Regions from separate parts of the Mus musculus genome. Here region 2 is linked to region 1. Evidence: chromatin contacts called from public HiChIP or PLAC-seq data. All regions are on one chromosome and are shown on one strand. Each heading gives the region's core, a stretch centred on a gene start, on an enhancer-like site or on the middle of the called end of the contact. The rest is flanking DNA. Distances are from core to core; before and after follow the strand shown.

Region 1 (4,456 bases), core at 1,135-3,634:
TTTTTAAAGGAAAAAGAAATTAGAAATGGTGAATCTATATGTAAGAACTTCAGATGCCAACCCCTTGACCCTTGACTTTTTTAAACTAAGATGCTATCAGTTAGCTAGTAAGAAACTCTATTTTTCTCAGAAAAGGAGAAATATGGAAATGTCTAGTGTTGCCCAAAAGCTGAGCAGGAAAAGTGCCTGAGTTTGTTTACTCATTCTGGTTTGTCTGCTGTGAGTTAACTTGCACTGGCCTGCCTCACTTAGTATCTCAGTTTTTAGTGTTTTTCTATTTTTTTGGTTCATATTCTCCATTTTCTTAGATCTACTTACTCTCACTTTTGCTTGTTTGTTTTTTCTCTTTTTTTGGATTTTGGAGGCAGGGTTTCTCTGTGTGGCCCTGGCTGTCCTGGAACTCACTCTGTAGACCAGACTGGCCTCGAACTCAAGAGTCTGTCTGCCTCTGCCTCCCAAGTGCTGGGATTAAAGGTGTGCACCACCACCGCCTGGCTCTCACTTTTGTTTTTAATTGTTCAGAATATAACCCAAAATAGATAAACTTCTTTTTAGAACTTTAAGAGTTAATCAGATGGTATCCAATGTTACTAAGTTACACTACATGGAAAACAAAACACCTTATAGAAAACACTAGAACACAAAATAGCCGAAGTGGCCAGCTTCACTAGAGCTGACAATTTAGGGATGAAACCTTAAAATACAGACAGAAATTGGCCTGGAGAGACATGAGTGCTTGCTGATTTTCCAGAGTTCAGATCCCAGCACCTACATCAGTTGGCTCCCAACCACATGTAGCTCTAACTCCAAGAGATGTGGCACTCTTCTGGCTTCAGAGGGTATCTGCACTCAGAAGCCCATTCTTCCAAGCAGAAATTTGTATAAAAATAGAACAAATCTTTTTCTCTAAGGACAGAAATACCTACTGGGAGTCACAGATAACAACAAGAATTCATGAAAGAAGGAGAGGAACTGGTTAGGAAGAAGGGATTCCATGGAAGTAGAGGAGAATGAAAAGGGGAGATGAGAAAATACATTAGATACATGCTTGGAATTATCAAAGAATAAAGAAAGAAATTTAATGAAAATAAAGAGAAAGAAATGCCAACTGGCTCACTTAATGTGTCAAGATTGTCTCTAGGGTCATAATAGTCTGACCAGGAGTAAAATGTTATGCTTTCTTAAGATGGAAGAATAATTTCTAAACTTCCAAGTATCTCATTATAATCACTGCAATCACTACTTATATTTTTGAGGCCGAAATGGCAAAATTCCTCCAAAACTATTTGCAGTGGGCAAATGGTGTTCAGCTGTGCCTGCCACAGTTGCTCAGAAAGCCAAGATGGGAGCATCCCTTGAACCTAGAGACCACAGACAACATGGGTGATGAAACAGCACCCTAAGGGAAAGCTGTAAATGTATGTGTTCCTCTACAGACTAATGCAGGGAAGCAGCTGCTGCTCTCGAGAGCAAGTTATTGTCAGCCTTTCAAAAGTTCTAAACAACAAAATGTGAACTAAAAAATTCTACATGAGCTGGGTGGTGGCGGCACATACCTTTAATCTCAACACTCAGGAGGGAGAGACATGCAGGTCTCTGTGAGTTTGAGGCCAGCATGGTCTACAGAGAGAGTTCCAGGACAGCCAGGACTACCCAGAGAAACCGGAGAAAAGAAAAGACAAGAAAGGCGAGGGGGAGGGAGTAGGGAGGGGAGGGGGAGAAGGAAGAGAGAAGAGAAGAGAAGAGAGGAGAGGAGGGGAGGGGAGGGGAGGGGAGGGGAGGGGAGGGGAGAGAAGAGAAGAGAAGAGAAGAGAAGAAGAGAGCTCTACATGAAATGAAGCTCAACAGGAGAGGTTAGTGAACATCAATTCCTTTGCATCACCTGTAAAACAATAAATCACATACCCCAGATGTGATGTGTTTCAGTTACATGGGCTTAATAGCTAAGACAGTCTGTGTTCTTATTTGTATAATTTACACATCTAGGTAAGTTAGAAATCAAAACAAGTTTAAAAACAAACAACACAGACATTGGTATAAACTCTGCCCTCACCTACCATCACTGGATCATTTGTCCATCACCCACGCTTCTGTGTATACTGACAAAATACATTATTGTAAAACTATAGTTGTATGTTCTGATTCTCCCTTTTTCACAGAAAAAGCATGCCATCAACACTGATCTGCACTGGCATGAATTTCTCCTCTAAAACATACCCTCCAGTCCTGTGTGGATTTGTCACAGTTTTTCCACCCCCCCCCCCACAGTGAATGCTTGGAGGTTTTAATGATTGTCAGTATATGTGCCTTTGTTGCTATACAGCTTTATCTGTTTTATAACTTCCAGAAACTGCTGACATAGTTTGTCATGGCTATTACTATACTGCCCTCTAGAGGGACCATACTTTACTCTCCAGTGATACCTGAGAGTCCGGTTTCCCAAGAGTCTCCCAGCCAGTAATGATAGATATTTCAAAAGTAAAGGTAAATTTTAATTTATAAGAGTAGTATTTGCAATATTGGTCCAATGGTTTAGTGCAAGGAACATGGGAATATAGTAAAAAATCCTTAAATGGAAAGAGGTAAGATGTAATCACGAATATATTTTACTCACCCGGTCCTTAATCTTTTCAGTCAGAAATGGTTTAATCATGGAGAAGACAGCATGGAAAATGACTGGCTCATTTATCAAATGGATCCCACGAACTTTCAGTGGAAAGGAATCCTTTCGAAAGGAAAGGATAATAAAAACCTTAATAACGCAACATAAATACAGCAGTTACATTGCTAAAGGCAAGTCTCTTGTGGAACACATTATAAAGTTCTGGTACGAGTCTGAAAGATGGCTCCATGGGCATCGTACTTGATGCACAAGCATGAAGACCTGAGTTCAGACCACAAGTAGCCATGCACAGCCATCATGTCTGTGTCTGTCCCCAGAGCAAAGGAACAAAGGAGCAGAGGCAGGCAGATCCCCACTCTACCCAGCCAAGTACGAATGGTGAGCTCTAGGTTCATTCAGTTCAAGGCCCTGTTTCAAAATATAAGATGGAGAACCATAAAAGACACCACACATTAACCTCTGTCCTCCAATGCATTTTGGTGAATACTCATGTGTGCGTATACTCAGCAGAATCTAAAGTGACTTAATTTTCAAAATGATTTATTCCATCAACACAAAAACCTGGTTTATATATCATCAGTGCACTCAGAAAAGATCTATAGAAAGCTTGTCCCCACTCCCCCTTAGATTAGGCTGAGTATTTTAAGAGCCTTTCAGAAAAACAAAATCCACTCTAGTCACACATAAAGTGTCTCCTAAGTAAACAATGACAATTGGGGACATATTGATCTAGTATATTTTTTTAAAAATATATATTTTTAGAGAAAAAAATTAAACATCCCTGAAAATTAAAAGAACATAACAACAGGCACACACTTTTTAAACATTGACATCGGTATATATCTTTATATCTTTAGTATCAAAGTCCTAAAAGGTTGAGACCTAAAAGAAAAATAGATTCATCAATAGTTTTCTTATCCAAAAGTTCAATCACTACTGTTAATGACACTGTTAGTGACACTACTGTTAATGACACTACTGTTAATGACACTGTTAATGACACTACTGGTAATCAAGACGTTTTCTTCCTCTTTCATGAAGAATTTCCCATCTTGCAATTTAGAAATGTATTATTAATTTCTTTTTACAGATTCTATGTATAATTTTATTTAAACTTAATTGCCAACACACTCTGCAATCCTCTTGTATCCTGCTCTCTCCTATTGTTGCAATATGATTTGTGGGGAGCATTGTGAGTTCTAACATTGTTGAGCTGGTCCATCAAATGATGTGGCATCATTTACGTGATCACTTCCCTTTCTCCGCACAAGCTGTATCTAATTTTCTTGTATTAGACACCATGCTGCAGGCACTGTAGAACAAGGGAGGTGACTGTAGAACAGCTTTTACCTTCAGCTGACCTAAACTTGGATCCTTCAATCATTTCTGACTCTAAACTGTTCGCCAACACCTAGGATTACCATTTGAAAGACAAATGGCAAACACTTTTGAAAGACTTAGGAAAGTAGCTAAGGCAAAGTAAGCTATTACCATTACAATGCACAAAGTTCAGACTCTATTCAGGATTACCCTTTGTCTAGGTCCCAGAGGTAAAATTACTATATTAATGGCTATTCTCCCCAACACCTGCCCCCCCACCCCCACTCCTAGGGTTTCTCTGTGTAGCCCTGGCTGTCCTGGAACTCACTTTGTAGACCAGGCTGGCCTGGAACTCAGAAATCCGCCTGCCTCTGCCTCCCGAGTGCTGGGATTAAAGGCATGCACCACCACCGCCTGGCTGATTATGACTATTTTTAAAGACTCTGAGATTTGGAAAGATGGCTCAGTCAGTCATTTGCTTGCTTTGCAAACACTTGTACTTGGGATTGATCC
Region 2 (4,456 bases), core at 694-3,193, 1.8 Mb before region 1:
CCCTCATCCCCCACACCTCTCCCTGGACAACTTCTGTGCACAATACTCAGACACTCCAAACCCTTTTCAGTCTCACCTGCACCTCCCCTACCGCCCCACCAATCCCGGCTTTCCACCTCTAAATTTACAAACCTGCATCCACTAACTTTAATTTGAGCCCTGGCCAGAGTAAGGCATTCTCAGACAGAAACAGCTCACGAGAAATGATATATTTTCCCCTATAACAGATAAACCCTTGATGAAGATTTATGTACAGATAATGATGACCTCTGGAAGAATACTCAGAGGCAGATTTTTGATTTTGACTTTGTAAACAACCTGCTACCTTTTTCGAAACCGTTGTCTCAAACGTCTCCCGGTAATGGAGGGGCAATTTCCAATCATTTTTCTAGCAGATGTAACGTTATCTGAACATCCACAAGCCATAATGTGGCAATACCATGTAACCTTCTCCTACAAATGCCACTTAAGGCAGAACAAGCAAGCAAACAACATTAAAATCCAACTACTGGACTTTCAAAGGCTTTCCATTATCAAAATTGTGTCTGGAAACCTCCAAGTCTCTCCTGGCACTGAGGAGTCAAGAGGACTGACTCACAGGATTCAGCACATGGTTGTATATTTCATGGTACATTCTATGAACACTCAACCCGACTAGACTGGAAAAGGGTACTTTGCCCATAACTTCCATAAAGTCTCTCTCTTCAGGTGGGTAAGACAAGGACTAAGCAGCAACATGAATCTGGGTTCAGGGGAACCCATTAGAGACTTGGAGCACAGAAACTGTATGGTAACTGGTCATTTTGGCATGAAACATAATGCTGAGTATAGAACAATTACTACTACATCAGAACATGCCCAAACTCCAAGTTTTAAGATGCCAAACAAGGGCCAATGTTGCAGGCAGAGCCATCAAAGGACAGAAGTTTCAGGCCTGACTTCACCACAAACATGTTCTGGCTTTTTCTTTCTTTCTTTTTTTTTTTTTTTTTTGAGGTTTTGCAAACATCAAACGTTACAGCTTTCTTTTAAAACATAAATCTATTGATGTATTTTATATGTATGGCTGTGCACGTGTTTAGTGTTTCGATTTGCATTAGTGAGGTCAGAGTAGCTTCTCTCTTTCACCTCGTGGGTCCAGGAGATTGAACCATCAGGTTTGGCGACCTGCTGAGACGTCAACTTCAGCTTTTAATTTAAATATTATCTAGCACTTGCGTTACCTCTAACAAAGGATGTACGGCTAACGCAATTAATATCACACTTTTCAACTGGCTACAAGCTTCCCTTGTCAAATTGGTTTTTGTTTTGATTTTTTTTTAAGTTTTGGGCTGCTATTCTCCAGCGTGAGAAGAGGAAATGCAAACATCTTCCTTTTAGATACCCGGGCTCAAAACACTCAATTCTATGAACCTCTTACAAGCACTTTGAGATACGTCACTATCATCATCCTTAATTTACACTTGGAACTGGATAGAGGTAAAGTGACTTGCAGAAGTCCGGGAGCCGGACGTGGGCTCAGGTATAGGATCGACCCCTAACCTAATATTTGGCGTCGCCAAAAAGCTGTGTCTAGGCTCTTCGTCAGGCCATGAATGCACCCCAAGTTAGCAGAGCGGGATGTGCTGCGAGGGGAGACCCCGAGGGGACAAGCGGACGCTGCATGCCCGGGTCACCAAAAAGACGAGACTCGGCCTGGCTCCCTCCCCGACCCCGGCTCTTCCCCCCTGCCGCCAGCACTCGGCCCGGGAGGCCGCCTGGTGCCTTTGTGAATCTGGACGCGAGGGTAGGCTAGGAAACCTCTCTTTCTAGGCTGGTTGACGTACAGGAAGGTCTCGTCGCCCAAGCGAAGACACAGTGGTTACAGTGACCCCAAAGCCTGGGCCCCAACTCACCCCGCCCGCCGGGCCGCAGCTTCCACACGCAGGAGCTTCTGCGCCTGTGCAGAGGGGAACCCGGAGAAGGCGGGGCTTGGCGTCCTGGGCGGGGGCGAGGGCGGGGTCTGGTGTTCTGGGTGGGCCGAAGGCGGGACTTTGAGTCCAGACCCAGATCTGGGTTTTCCTTTGGCGGCTTGGAGGTTGGAGCATGGTGGAGGAGTGTAGATGGGATGAGGGGATGGCGCCCTGCAGCCAACTGATTACAGTGCCAGCCACGGGGCCTGGATGCAGGCGCTGGCTTTAGTGAGCTGCGTCCCACTTGCTGGGTGCCTTTTAAGACAGCTTCCCTTGTTCCATCACCCAACTCGGAACCTAAAGTCGCATCTGAGATTCACTCTATATGATTTTAACGTTTTATTTCACGTGGTTCTCACTTCTGAACTAGATTGTACATCACACCTGTAATTCTGCTCAATCCGATCATCTGTTACAACAATGTACACCTTGCTTTTGAGTAAAAACAGTTGGTTTGAAATTTTGTTGTGGGGCTGGAGAGATGACTCAGTGGTTAAGAACACTGACTACTCATCCTGAGATCCTCAGTTCAATTCCCAGCAACCACATGGTGTCTCAGAACCATCTGTAATGGGATCCGATACCCTCTTCCTGTTACAAAAAATAAAAAAATTTAAAAAACAAAAAATAATTTCTTGCAAGCACTAGTTGATGAGCCACAGTCTTTCACAAGGGACAAGTTGTGACCTAATGGATCGTGTGCTGGGGTTGGAGTTTAAAAGAGTTCAGTTAAGAACCAAAAGCTGACTGGGTTTGTTGTTGTGGTTTGTTGTTTCCACTTTTTTTTTTTTTTTTAACTTAAAAATCTAATTCATTTCCATGGGGAAACTTGGCAAAGGAGAGAACTCTTCCTTTATGTTGTTTATAGGAACCATTCATTAGACAAATGCAGTGGAATACAAGCATGCTGGTCAAGATACTAGGTATGGGGTACATAATTGTCTTTTAGAAGGTCATTTTCTTCCAGGGAAAAAAAGAAATGCTGCATCTGTAAGAACAGTTTGGGTTATGATATAATTCCAAAGTCTATATACAAATTTCAAATTTGTCTGTATAAATATCAAGTTTCATATGTTAGTATTGAATTTGAAATAGACTATGTAAAAGATGCAAAAATTTGCATCCTAAATTGTGTCAGGTTTTTGTTTTTTGTTTTTTTCTGGTTTTTCTTTCTTTTTTTTTTTATTAGATCTTTTCTTTATATATATTTCAAATTTCAAATGCTATCCGGAAAGTTCCCTATACCCCCCACCCCGCCCTGCTCCTCTACCCACCCACTCCCACTTCTTGGCCCTGGCATACCATTGTACTGGGGCATATAAAGTTTGCAATACCAAGGGGCCTCTATTCCCAGTGATGGCCGACTAGGTCATCTTCTGCTACATATGCAGCTAGAGACATGAGCTCTGGGGGTACTGTTTAGTTGATATTGTTGTTCCACCTATAGGGTTGCAGACCCCTTCAGCTCCTTTGGTGCTTTCTCTAGCTTCTCCACTGGGGCCCCTGTGTTCCTTCTTATAGATGACTGTGGGTTTCTCTGTATAGCCCTGGCTGTCTTGGAACTCACTCTGTAGACCAGGCTGGCCTCAAACGCAGAAATCCACCTGCCTCTGCCTCCTAAGTGCAGGGATTAAAGGCATGCACCACCATTGCCCAGCCTAAATTGTGTCAGAAATAGGTCTTTTTAAAAAGTATATATTAAAACTCATGGAAAAAATAACAGAAGAAAAGAAATTTTTTTTTAATTTTTAAAAATAGAAAACAAAAGACTCAACTTACAGTTAAAGGAAAAAGGGCAGAATTTTAAAATTAAAATTTAGATTCTCTTAATAAAAAGAAATTCAAGAATTCATCAATTAATCCCTCAATATTTAAGTTTGTCTTAGAATTGAGTCCTGTGGCTACCATGATATCTAACAGATATGCCCTTAGACTGATCAAAATCTTTAGAGACTGAAACCCCCATTCAAACTTGGAGGTTTGCAGAAAAATGAATGGAACTAGAGATCATGTTAAGTATCAAACAAAAAAAAAAGACAAATAAAATGTTATTCTCATTTCATTTCTATTACTGCGGTAAAATGCCACAGCAACAAGCAATCTCTGAGGAAGCAAGTCCGTCATATTGGGAAGTCAAAGAAGCAGGAACTCAAGACTATAATTATCATACTATAAGAAATAGCAAATATAAATCCTTTGTTTCAAATACTATAAAACTTGTGTTTAAGATACACAATTCACATCTTTTTACCCTATGCCCTTGAAAAACTATATTCAAATCTTTTTAAAAACTGTTTTCAGATGTGGTGTGGCTCAGCCCTTAGCACACATCTTTAATCCCTCTGAGTAGAATACAGACATCCCCTTAGTAAAATTGGTTTGTAGACGGAAGCACCCATGTTTGAAAGTGATGGCTAGAAAAGAGGCAAACAAAGAGCTGACTCAGAGAAAGATTCTACAGAATAGAATATGCCCAACTCTTATGGAAATAGAGAGAAAAAGAG

Evidence for each region. HiChIP or PLAC-seq counts read pairs in DNA pulled down with a chosen protein or histone mark.
Region 2: a contact with region 1 is called in an H3K27ac HiChIP or PLAC-seq map of embryonic stem cells, with 7 times the contacts expected there. The contact joins the promoter of Usp45 here to the enhancer-like site in region 1. A contact is called at or near these places in 4 of 39 promoter capture datasets (the 3T3-L1 cell line, embryonic stem cells, liver and 1 more), 4 of 115 datasets of contacts at active chromatin or transcription factors (astrocytes, embryonic stem cells and stem cell-derived neural progenitor cells) and 2 of 9 other capture datasets (adipose tissue and liver).

Annotation. Positions count from the first base shown.
Region 1 is chr4:20,022,054-20,026,509 of GRCm38.p6, reverse strand. Ttpa (tocopherol (alpha) transfer protein) reads right to left here. Exons shown (of 5, transcript NM_015767.4): 4 at 2,615-2,725. Among named protein-coding and RNA genes, the nearest start is that of Ttpa, 16 kb to the right of the region's middle. Within about 2 kb of position 2,384, at least 1 of the 459 cell types and tissues checked has an H3K27ac peak or open chromatin away from gene starts, as enhancers often do. A contact at or near this core is called in embryonic stem cells, where this site is marked.
Region 2 is chr4:21,773,757-21,778,212 of GRCm38.p6, reverse strand. It overlaps Usp45 (ubiquitin specific petidase 45), which reads right to left and starts at 1,943. Exons shown (of 18, transcript NM_152825.2): 1 at 1,896-1,943.